Linked DNA regions of Lactuca sativa: region 2 is linked to region 1. Evidence: chromatin contacts called from public Hi-C data. All regions are on one chromosome and are shown on one strand. Each heading gives the region's core, a stretch centred on a gene start, on an enhancer-like site or on the middle of the called end of the contact. The rest is flanking DNA. Distances are from core to core; before and after follow the strand shown.

The links. Hi-C and Micro-C count contacts between places; a contact is called where the count stands out from the background.
Region 2: a Hi-C map of leaf shows a contact between it and region 1, with 10 times the contacts expected there. The contact joins the promoter of LOC111877393 here to the promoter of LOC111900564 in region 1. A contact is called at or near these places in 4 of 4 Hi-C or Micro-C datasets (bud, leaf and seed).

Annotation. Positions count from the first base shown.
Region 1 is chr1:171,609,044-171,614,660 of Lsat_Salinas_v11, forward strand. LOC111900564 reads right to left here and starts at 3,562. Exons shown (of 1, transcript XM_023896443.3): 1 at 2,550-3,562. The coding sequence starts at 3,457. The coding sequence ends at 2,663.
Region 2 is chr1:172,063,946-172,069,562 of Lsat_Salinas_v11, forward strand. LOC111877393 (zinc finger A20 and AN1 domain-containing stress-associated protein 5) reads left to right here and starts at 2,472. Exons shown (of 1, transcript XM_023873924.3): 1 at 2,472-3,466. The coding sequence starts at 2,647. The coding sequence ends at 3,141.

The DNA.
Region 1 (5,617 bases), core at 2,312-4,811:
AAACACAACTTTGTTAGCTTTGGCACTGTCCAAATAATCTTTCAAACAAACACATACTTATATTGATATTGTCAGCTTTTTTGCGGTATGTTTCTAGAAAATTTGCCCCTTTTATAACCAAAAATCAAATTTCAGGTTGAACAAAAAATCGGATATAAAAATCTAGTATCTTCATCGGCCAATACCAAACAGCCCAAGCCCATTGTATCAAATGCTTAACAATTTCTTTTTGAAAATAATTTTGCCATTTGTCATTTTTTCATGTATTTTGTGATAATTTTAGATTAAATTATATCTATGTCATTTCGTGGTTTTTTTCATTTATTAAATTCTATATAATACTTAAATGCAATAAATATAATAATGAAAATATATCTAATTCATTAATGTAACTTTCCTTATAATTTCTAAAGTTCTAAATTGAATCCAAGTATTTTAGTTGTTTATTTATTTAAATTATTAGTTTAAATTTAAAAGATAAATAAACACTTCAATTTTAATAATTAAATATTTTATTTTTTTCTTATAAATTTAAATTTTCTAGATTGTTAGATTTTATTTTTGTTTATTTTTTTCTTATAAATTTAAATTTTAATAATACATGAGTCTCACGAATAGTACTAAAATATAAAAACTAACCGATTAGCATTAGAGCTCTCCTGGATATTAAAAAAAAAGATTCGTTACCTAGCTTCAAACCCAAATCTTTTGTTCATCTAAACTCAAAACATGTCACCTCAAAGCCTATTTTTTGACAGAAAAAAGTAAACCACCATTTTGACGCAGAGAACTAACAATATTTTGGTCATACACAAATAAAAATAGCTAGTCTCTCCCACATTGTTTAGCCTTTTTAAAAATGATAAAAAAAATTGCGATTTATTCATTTTGATCCAATGCACGTAAAAAAAAACCTTTATGACGACAAATTAACTTTAACGTGCTCCGGTGTCATTGTCCCTAAAAGAAACTAAGGGCTTATTTGATAAGCCTTCTAATTGGTCAGTCCGCAACCTTCAGTCCATATGTTTGATTTGGTGCATTTCATCGGACTTGGTCAGAAGAGTTGGATTCAATCGGAAGTTTTCTCCTGATTCGGTCCTCGGAAAAAAGGTGCGAACTTTGTATTTTCTTTCATGTTCCTTAATTGCCCTCAAATTTTGATTCTTCTCCATCAACCCACCAACGACGCTACTACACACACCAGCAACACCACCAATGACAGAGACACAATCGATTATGTATGATTATTGTATACTTCTTGCCCTTTTAGAAACCGAATCGACAGATGGGTGCATCGCAAACATGATTGGGATTCCAATTCATAGATATTCATTAATTTGTTACTAATGATCCCAATGATTTTCCTTGGATTGATGAGTTGGGAATTAGATGGGTGCCCCAAAAACCATGGGGTCAAATAAGTTGAGAAGTGAATAAACAAGTTTTTGTTTGTTAAAATGAACATTAGCGAACCTCTATGAGAAAAAGGATTCAAAGACTTTTTGTGTGAATTAATTTCTAACTTTTTAATCCGCATAAATTTTGGTTTTTTGTTATTAATGTTAATGTTATGACAGGTGGAAAGCTCGTTTCCGATAATTCTTGATATTCTTAAACATCTTGATGTTGCTATCTTATCTGAAATTTTGAATTATGTACATAATGAGCAGATGTCAAGCTTGCACATGCCAAATATTTATTATCAAGAGTAGCAAATTAAAAAAAAAAAATGAAATTTGGAAAATTTAAGTGCACACCATCTATGGGGGATTTCAATTCTAATCCTGAAGATAAGGTTTTTATAATTAAGTGGTTATTCTATTCTTGAATTTACATTGAAAAATGAAGAAATATATATTTCTTATTGTTTATTGAGAATTACGTATAGGTGTACAATATCTTGTTTCTAGTGGGTCAGTTTTGCCCATATTTGCCCTTCTTCCATCTTTATACATATAAATAGGTGTACAATATCTTGTTTCTAGTGGATCAATTTTTATCTTGTTTTGGGTTAATTTTGCTCATATTTGCCCTTCTTCCATCTTTATACATATAAATTAAGAGTGTAATTCACCGAAGTCTTATGAAACATGCAAGTATTTTGTAGTTCTTTTATTTATAAGATTTCAAGTTCAGTTTCTTTAATAAGTTTCAATCATTTGAGTTTTTGGTTGATTCTTGTAAAGCAAAGTTGTTTTACAGAAAGATTTATGGTTTAAATCTTTAATTTTTTATTTTATTTTTTAATGCATATTGAATGTTTTTATAAAACAATGTATGTTACAAGTCAAATGGTAAATCCTAAAGGCATTTTTATAAAAAATGTTGCTTGAGGGTATTATAATCATTTTACACAGTCAATCAGATGTAAAATCAAACAGGTGAGATTTTAACTCAGTCGGCTTCTGACCCTATCCCAATTAGCAACTATCATAATTTAACAGTTATGAATGCAACTATAAAGAAAACAATAAATCCGTTAATCCCATAAGCAACAAAATACTTGAACAAATTGCCCGTATCATATGATCATTGTCTCCAACACATGATTCAAAATCCGTATTCATATTTATTGTAGAAAACTATGGGATTTCGACTGAATTACTAACAACATATGGTTCATTGTATTGTCAAAACTGAAAAATATCAATACAAGCCATCAATATAGTGCAATAACAAGCAGTCCAAGAGAAGCAACGCCAATACACAAGTACGAAACCACATTCAACCTCACAAAAAACACATTCAGATTCTTAGCAACTTGAAGTGTAAGAGTCAGAATCTGCAACCTACCTTGCTCCTCCATTTTCCTGAAGAAACTCATTGGCTTCAATGACCTCCGAAGCATGAATGACAACGAAAATGGCAACCCAAATGCCAAGCAGCTCTGCACAGATACTTCTGGGATAGGAGTCGACTTGGTAACATACGAAATCCAAGCGCCTAGACCCAATTGAAACAGACCCAAAAGAGCTAAACTTTTGCTAAGGGTGTAAATTGTCTTTGTCATTTGATCGAGCACTTGGCGTGTCTCATTAGCAAGTGCAGAAACATCGCGTTCCACAGTAGGTCCAGTAATCTCTTGGTGCTTGAATCCGTCAAGGGTTTGGCTTTGATTCTCGTTAGGTTTTTGAGTTTCTTCAGGATCAGATTGCGGAATGGAGGTTGACAAACACTTGGGGTTTTGATAAAGATTAGGGTTTAGCGATTGGATTTTGAAACTAGCGTTGAAACTGGTATTTGATCTAATTAAACCGTGACTAGTGCCAACTGGAATTGTGGGAAACGATGATGGGAGATTGAAAGTAGTGAAATTGGGGGTAGAGTTTGAGAAGGATCGATGGGAATCATCAGGGATAAGACGGTAGGAGGTGGGGTATAGTGAAAAGAGAGCGGGGGAGGAAGAAGGGTTCAGGATCTTGGATGCAAGTCTGCGAGAGATTGTGGAAGCCATTGTGTCTGCGGGAGAGAGGACTCCGGTACTTCAGCCTGCAACTTTGGTTATGGCATTCGGTTTTACCCCTATCTTGATATTTTCTACAGGGTTTGGGGTTTTTTTCCCCTTAATTTTAATTTTGAAAGGTCATTGAATTTTTAGTTTTGTGTTCGTTTAGGCATTTAATTTTTAATTTGGTCATTTAAGTTTTAACAATTGACAATAATATGTCAAAATTCATCGGTCAAACTACAGTTAACAAAACTATAAAAACGACATATTTATGTAGTATTTTTTGTTCTTAATACAATTGAAGTCATTATATCTGAAATTGCATATAGAATACCTTAAATTGTTAAAAATTAACAGTCGTTAACGATTAGAAAACAATTCATAAAATGGGTATTAATTAATTCCCTAAAACTAATTTTTTTGCATTAATTATACTTGAGAGCTATAGATAAGAAATTTGAAAAAATTTTGTTCTCCTTATTCTATGGATATAAAGAACGTCAAAAACATATGTATGAGGAAGTTGCACTCATTTCAAGTTATAAAATCAATATTTATCTGATTTCCTGAAATGAATTCTGCACTGCTTTGTTTCGAACCTCGTAAATTGTTTTTGAGCATGTTTTTGAACTCAGACTATTGTCTATTATTTGATTTCATTTTTATGATATTCTTAATCTCGAGAAAAAACGAATTCGTAAAATTTGTCGAATCTGAAACAGTTAATCGTGCAACTTTAAACGCTATTTTCCGAAGTTTAGTACATCAGAACTAAATTCCATCGAGATTTTTGGAATCACCATGACCGGGACAATAAGCATGCACATTCACAAAATTTTTACATGCCGGGATCTATCGACACGAGAATCAAAAAATGAAACGATATCGCTAAAATACTTGGCACATGTTTAATTGCCAAAATATCTACCAAAAAGTCAGATTGACTTTTCAATAATGCAAAAAAAAATGCTTCAATTAGAAGCTACTTTCTTCTCTCACTAACTTTCTCTCACTACCCTTCGCTCTCAACTCCCTCTCTTTGTCTCTCTCACTTGAATGGAAGTAACCTCCATCAGAAGTTGTTTTTCTGGCCAAGAGGAGGCAACAAACTCCTTTGTTCTTCACCATTTGCTCGTCGAAGTAACACCTGCCAAACACCCTTCGATCATTGTTACTGCTACACGACTCGGCAACTGGCGACGAGAAGGAAAACAACAGGAAGGAGCCACCAGAGTAGCCCCCTCAACAACTCCTATCGATGTTCACAACCCTCCTCCGCCCTCCTCCGGTCAAGTAACACCACCCCAATCCCCCCTTTCGATCGTTGTTGCCTCCCTTGAAGCATAACAACCGACAAAAAGGGAAAACAACTGAGAGAAGCACTAGAACAACCCTCTCGCCACCACCTTCGACGCTTCAACCATCGTCGAGCCTTTCACCACTTTCTCTTTCCTTCCCCTCGATATGTGGCTATCAGCGACGAAGTCAAGGAGGCCAAGAGGATCGTCAGAAAAATGGGCTCCTTCTCCTCACGATTTGCTCAACCACCACCGGACCACCTCTTTTGACCACCTTCATTCATTTCCTTTCTCAATCAGATGAGTATCGAAGACTCTCTCCATTGGTTGCATTAATTTGATTAAAAACAGTTCCTTCATTGTATTAGTATGACCAAATCAATCCTAATTTGTAGTTGTTGCTCAAATCAACCTCTCATTTGTAATACTTGATCCAAAATAGCCCCTTGTTTGTATTGCTTGACCAAATCAACCCTCCCATTTGATTTTTAAGATCAATTTTTCCTTCCACTTGTTTAAATTATTACTAAACTGTCCCGATAGTTTGTCTTAATTACAAGAAGTGTCGAATTGTGGTTTTTCACGATAAGCTTCACAAAAACGAACATAGATCAAAATCACACATCAAATGTAAGTTTTTACGACCCCTATTTTATGGTTTTCATATTTGAGAGAGAGTACATTCGTGTTTATCAAATGTGACATCCCCAATTTTCACGGCTAGAAAAGACCGATTTTGTTTATGCTTTATAAAAATCAGAGTACTTCTTTTAATAAAAATGTTGCAGAATTTGTTCCCAGAAAAACATGATAAATGTGTTATCAAAGGATTTCCGAAGAAATGTATTTTTATTCCTTTTAAAACCTT
Region 2 (5,617 bases), core at 1,222-3,721, 450 kb after region 1:
ACAAATCATATCATAAAATATGGAACACTAGTTGATGCGATGCAATCACGTCGAGCTCTTCCCTTTGGAACTGGAAGTACCTAAAACATAAACATAAAACCGTAAGCACAAAGCTTAGCGGGTTCCCCAAAATACCACACACCATACATACAATTGCTATGGACTACCCCCAGGGTCTTACAATCCAAGTTCCATGGGCTTCCCCCATGGTATTTCATGCAATTGCAATGAGCTGGCCCTCATGGTCTTTCATACAAATGCCATTAGCTACCCCCATGGTCTTTCATGTAATTGTCATGGGCTACCCCCATATTCTTTTATACAAATACCATGAGCTACCCCCAGGGTCTTCCATGCAAGAATCACAAAGACAAATAACATACTACACAGTTAAGTGGGTCGACAATGGTGCCTTCGACCCACAAGTACAATGAGAAAATTCACCTCAATCTAAAGATAAACAAATCTCACAATCGAGCTGCTGCTATAAAAGCTCCTCATATTGAACATATCCAAAATAACCATAATTAACAATTTGGGTGATAATCCATAATTTAAGGGTTCATTACATACTTTGTCTCTCTAAGATAAAATACCATTTTACCCTTCAAAGGCAAGTCCCTTCAAAAAATGGCCTAAAGCCCTAAAAATGGCAAATTCCTCTTCCGGGGCTACGTCTTGCATACTCTTGCTTTATGCCTTGCGTAGATAGTTAGAAATATGGGCCAAACCGGGCTATGCGTTGCATAGCCAGGTTTACGCGTTATGTAACATTGTAGTTTTCGAACTCCCACATTAAGCCCTTAATGTCTTAAGACCAAACGTTCAACACTTAGATCTGAACCTAATGGACGTCTAAAAGGATAAAGTTCCCAACTTTATGCCTTTGCATGGCTTAATAGAGCCCAAAACCAAACCCTAGTCCATACCACCCTTTAGTGACCTCAAACCCTTGCATGGGTGAAATATAGCAACAAAGATTTCATTTTTATGACATATGATCCTCAAAAACAACATAAGATGACAATCTTAAGCTCTGGAGTAGCTTTTACTCACAAAAACCAAAACTAGGGGACCAAAAGCTTGGAAACCAAGAATCTAACCTAGATCTAAACCATAGAACCATAAAGGTGGGAGCTTTATACCTCCTGAAGTTTGCAAAAGAGATGAAAGCTCTGGATCTTCAAGCTTGAGCCACACCAATCCACAATGATATACTTCTCTTTCTTCAATATGTACCAAGAACACACAAAAGGTCTCAAACAAGCTCACAAGGGATTAGGATTTTGAAATGACAACGTGGGAGAATGGAGGCTGATGATAAGGGAGGCCTTAAGGGACTTAAGGTCTTTAAATATGGTCTTGACTCTAAAAAACCAGGGTTTGGGTTCTGAGTAATTACGCCCGACATAGGGATTGTACGCCCTGTGTAGAGCATAAAGTCCCCGCATCCATTTAATGACTTACGCCCCATGTAATTCATTCGTAAGGACCGTTTTTTCAAGAAAAAATGTATATTTGAGCTATGAATGAAAAGTATCTGAGAAACAGGTGTTACAACTACACCAATCACCAAAAGCATCATTAGGTGTAAATAAATGACCAATACTAATCGAAGGTCAACCCTTAGCCAAAAAACTTTAATCCACCAAAGTTTGACCTAAACTCAAATTGATTAAAAGTCAACGGTTAACTGTTAAAGTCAATGGTCAATGAGTCAATGCACCGTGACCAAGCTCATGGTCGCATCGCTATCATAGGCGACAAAATAGTTGTGAATCCGGTTCAAAGACATATTATTGTTTTTGTCTGTGAAGTTAAATATATCCTCTTAACTTTTGTTTTTATTCATATATACTCACCATATTAAGACAATTATCAAAATAAAGTTTAAAAATTAAAAAGAAAAAAAACAATTAATAAATTTCACATGTTATTATTTTATACAAATACAAAATGGTATTTAATTTCTCATTTTAATTAATCAACTCTAATGATTAATGAACAAATGATCAGGTTTGACATTTAATGGTAAAATAATCACTAAGGATGGAACATTTTCCATTAGGACGGGTTCTTACAGGCTTTTCTTCAGAAAAATAAAAGACTTTTTCACTCCAACGATAAAAGCATTAAAAAACTTCTTCAAAATAAAGCTCTTGATTAAACTTAGAGGTTATTTTAAGTTTTTAATGCATAACGTTATAAAAACATATATTATAATTTACTTGTTTGAAACATTAAAAAGACATTTGCTTACAAGTTTTTATTTTAAAAAATTTCAAAGCTTTTTGTCACGGGCGAAATTGGGCCCTGATGGAGTAATAAACACGTCAGACGTAGTAATCCTACTGCGCTTGACCCTGACCCCACCGTTTATGAAATGCCTGGAGGGTAAAATGGTAATTTGACGTCACAATTTGCATGATGATAACGCGTCCCTTGCGATAACCATTAGCCCTTTTCCCCCTTCCCTTAATAAACCTCCCCCCTCCCCTCCATTTCTCTCGCCAACCCAAAATTTCCATTTCGATTAATCAACGACAACTGAAAATTTTCATCTCTCCAACGCCGATCGCTTCTCAGGGTGATTGAATTGTTTTCGTTGTCCAAATTTGTGATTGTTTTAAAGGTTTCTGTTTGAAGATGGCTCAGAGGACTGAGAAAGAAGAGACGGAATTCAAGGCTGTACCTGAAACCTTGACTCTCTGCATCAATAACTGCGGCGTCGTTGGAAATCCGGCGACAAACAATATGTGTCAAAAGTGCTTTAACGCCACCACAACCTCCAGTTCAACCACGTCAACGCAACGAAGTACTCGTGGTAGATCTGGCTCCTTGAGGTCTCCGACGAGGTCAACGTCTCGCGATGTATCGGTTGATCTGGTTGTAGATCGGACGGTTTTGATGGTTGATGAACAACCAAAGGAGAAAACGACGGCTAAGGTTGTAAATCGGTGCTCCGGTTGCCGGAAGAGGGTAGGTTTGACCGGATTCCGGTGCCGGTGTGGCGATCTATTCTGCGCGGAGCACCGCTACTCCGACCGTCATGACTGCACCTATGATTATAAGACCGCCGGTCGGGAGGCGATCGCGAGGGACAATCCGGTGGTCAAAGCGGCAAAAATTGTTAGAATTTAAATTAAATTATTTTCCACAAATTTTTACATATGTTTGCCAAATTTGATTTCTTTGATCGAAAAACTTTTATAAACTTACGAGATCAACGCTCGATCTCTTGTTTCTATCATCTCTTGTGGAAATTAATTATTGAATTCAATCATCTGCTTGGAGATGAGATAGATTGATTGATCGAGTATCATCTGAAATTCTCCCGTTGGAATTGTTCTGCTTTATTTGGTAGAGATTCAATTATTAGGTTTCATTAGTATTGTTGTATGATTGATCATCCGGTGCTCAAAATCAATTAGTGTAATATAATTAATGAAAGGAAGATCTTCTTCAATTTTCTTGATTTTCTTGATCTGTTTAATCTATTGTTCTATAATCCATATTATGAAACCATGTTCTTCATCAAGACCACAAAAGACACCTAAAGCATAGCGACGGAATCGGACCTACGCACACAGGCTTTTAAGCTGTCCCGGTTTTGAGTCATTATCGGGTCCATCTTTTTTTGTGGGGCACCGGTTGGACCGGTAATTTTAAGTCTTAACTTGTCCTTTTTTTATAAAAAAGAAAAAGAAAAACAAGGAGACACATTTTAATACTTTCATAACGTAAAAGCATTTCTAGCAAAATGTCGCCTTTAAAAAATTCAAAATTTCAATCAAATTGGTGTTAACATCATGAAACCATATGGTTTTAAATGTTTATTGTGATACGATTTACTTTTATATTGCAAAAAGATTATTCTCTTAAGAAATAATTATACTCTAAAATATGCTGTACAAGAAGTGTTAAGAAGTTTTGACTGGTAACATTATAATAGCATTTTATTTATAAATGATTAGGGTGGTCTACCAGTTATTATCTGACATGGAACACTTTAATGGTTATATTGGTTGAAATTTCATTTTTTTTCTTAAAAAATTGATTATAAGTAGTTAATTATAGGTTTATTTTTTATAAAATAGTCAATGGGGTGTATAAGGAAGATGTCTTATTAGCATCATCCTATATAAAATGATATAAAAAATATGTTATTATTATTATTATTATTATTACAAGATATATTCAAGACAATATAAAAAAGAATACAATATGCTAGTTGAAATGTTAGTTAAAATGTTATTCTAAAAAGTTTTTTTTAAAAAAAATTAAGTTATCAGTTATTTTTTAGTTATCAAACACGACAACTTAAAAAAAATCAAAATTAACTAAGTTAGTTACGAAGTGTTGAACATATATATATTCTCTTACAACATTTTTTTTGCCACGTCATCACCATATTATTTTCCTTTCACCCTCTCAGATAGAAAATAGCCTCTAAAAACATACAACAATGGGTGTTAACTATACAAGATCAAGAAACATATAGAAAAAAAGAAAAGAAAATATACAACAATGGGTGTTAACTATACAAGATCAAGAAACATATAGAAAAAGAAAAGAAAAGAGAACGAATGCAATGAAATGGTCTTTACGTAGAGAAGGTCAACACACCACCACACATCAAACAATGTGATATTCATCGCACCACCGTGATAACACCTTATCTTACCGTTTTACACTGTATTATTACTCCTAGTTGCCTAACGCGTGTCTTTGGTCATCCATTTAATGAATATATTTTTTTGTTATTGTCTTATCACATTTTCAATAATTATATAGAATAAAATATTATTAACTTCAATATATTCTGATAATTAATTATTTTTAAAAATCTTTATTTTGGAAATAAACTAATTTATCGTAATATTTGTCAATATTTCAATAACCATTCATTATGTTTAAGCATATATATATATATATATATATATATATATATATATATATATATATATATATATATATATATATATATATATATATATATATATATATATATATATAAAAAACTAGAAATACTTAACAATAACATCAAATAAAATTAATATCTTACAAATACTACTAGTTATAGAATCACATTCTATTTTTATATTGATGATACGTCACTTCTTCGATCTTATGTTATCTGAAAACTGACATGCTCTTATATGCGACCTATCGACATAAACAAAGCGTCAGGAGCTATATTGATGTTAACCCCTTGGTATTGCATGTTGATGTAAGTTGTATTGTTCTTCTATGCTTAAGTTACGGTAATATTGCATGTTGATGTAAGCTAACAGTAGGGGAAAAGAGAGACTATTCCTACCTTATGACTTGTTTTTTGAAAAATGATTATTTTTGCAAGTATTTTTTAGCAATACGAACGAGTTTCTCCATTTTCGAGTCAAAGGCGGTCCGGGAAGTAAAAAATTCGAAAATTTTGTTATATTTTTTGGATTTTCTTGGATTTGTGCAAAACGTTTATGCCGTGTGTCAAGGGGGAGTTTTGTATGGAAAATTCCAAATTGAGCGTTTTCTCATTTACTTTTCGGTTTTATAATCATATTTCAAGTATAAAAAGGGGGAGAGATTTGAATATGAGAATTCGAAAGTTGTGAATTTT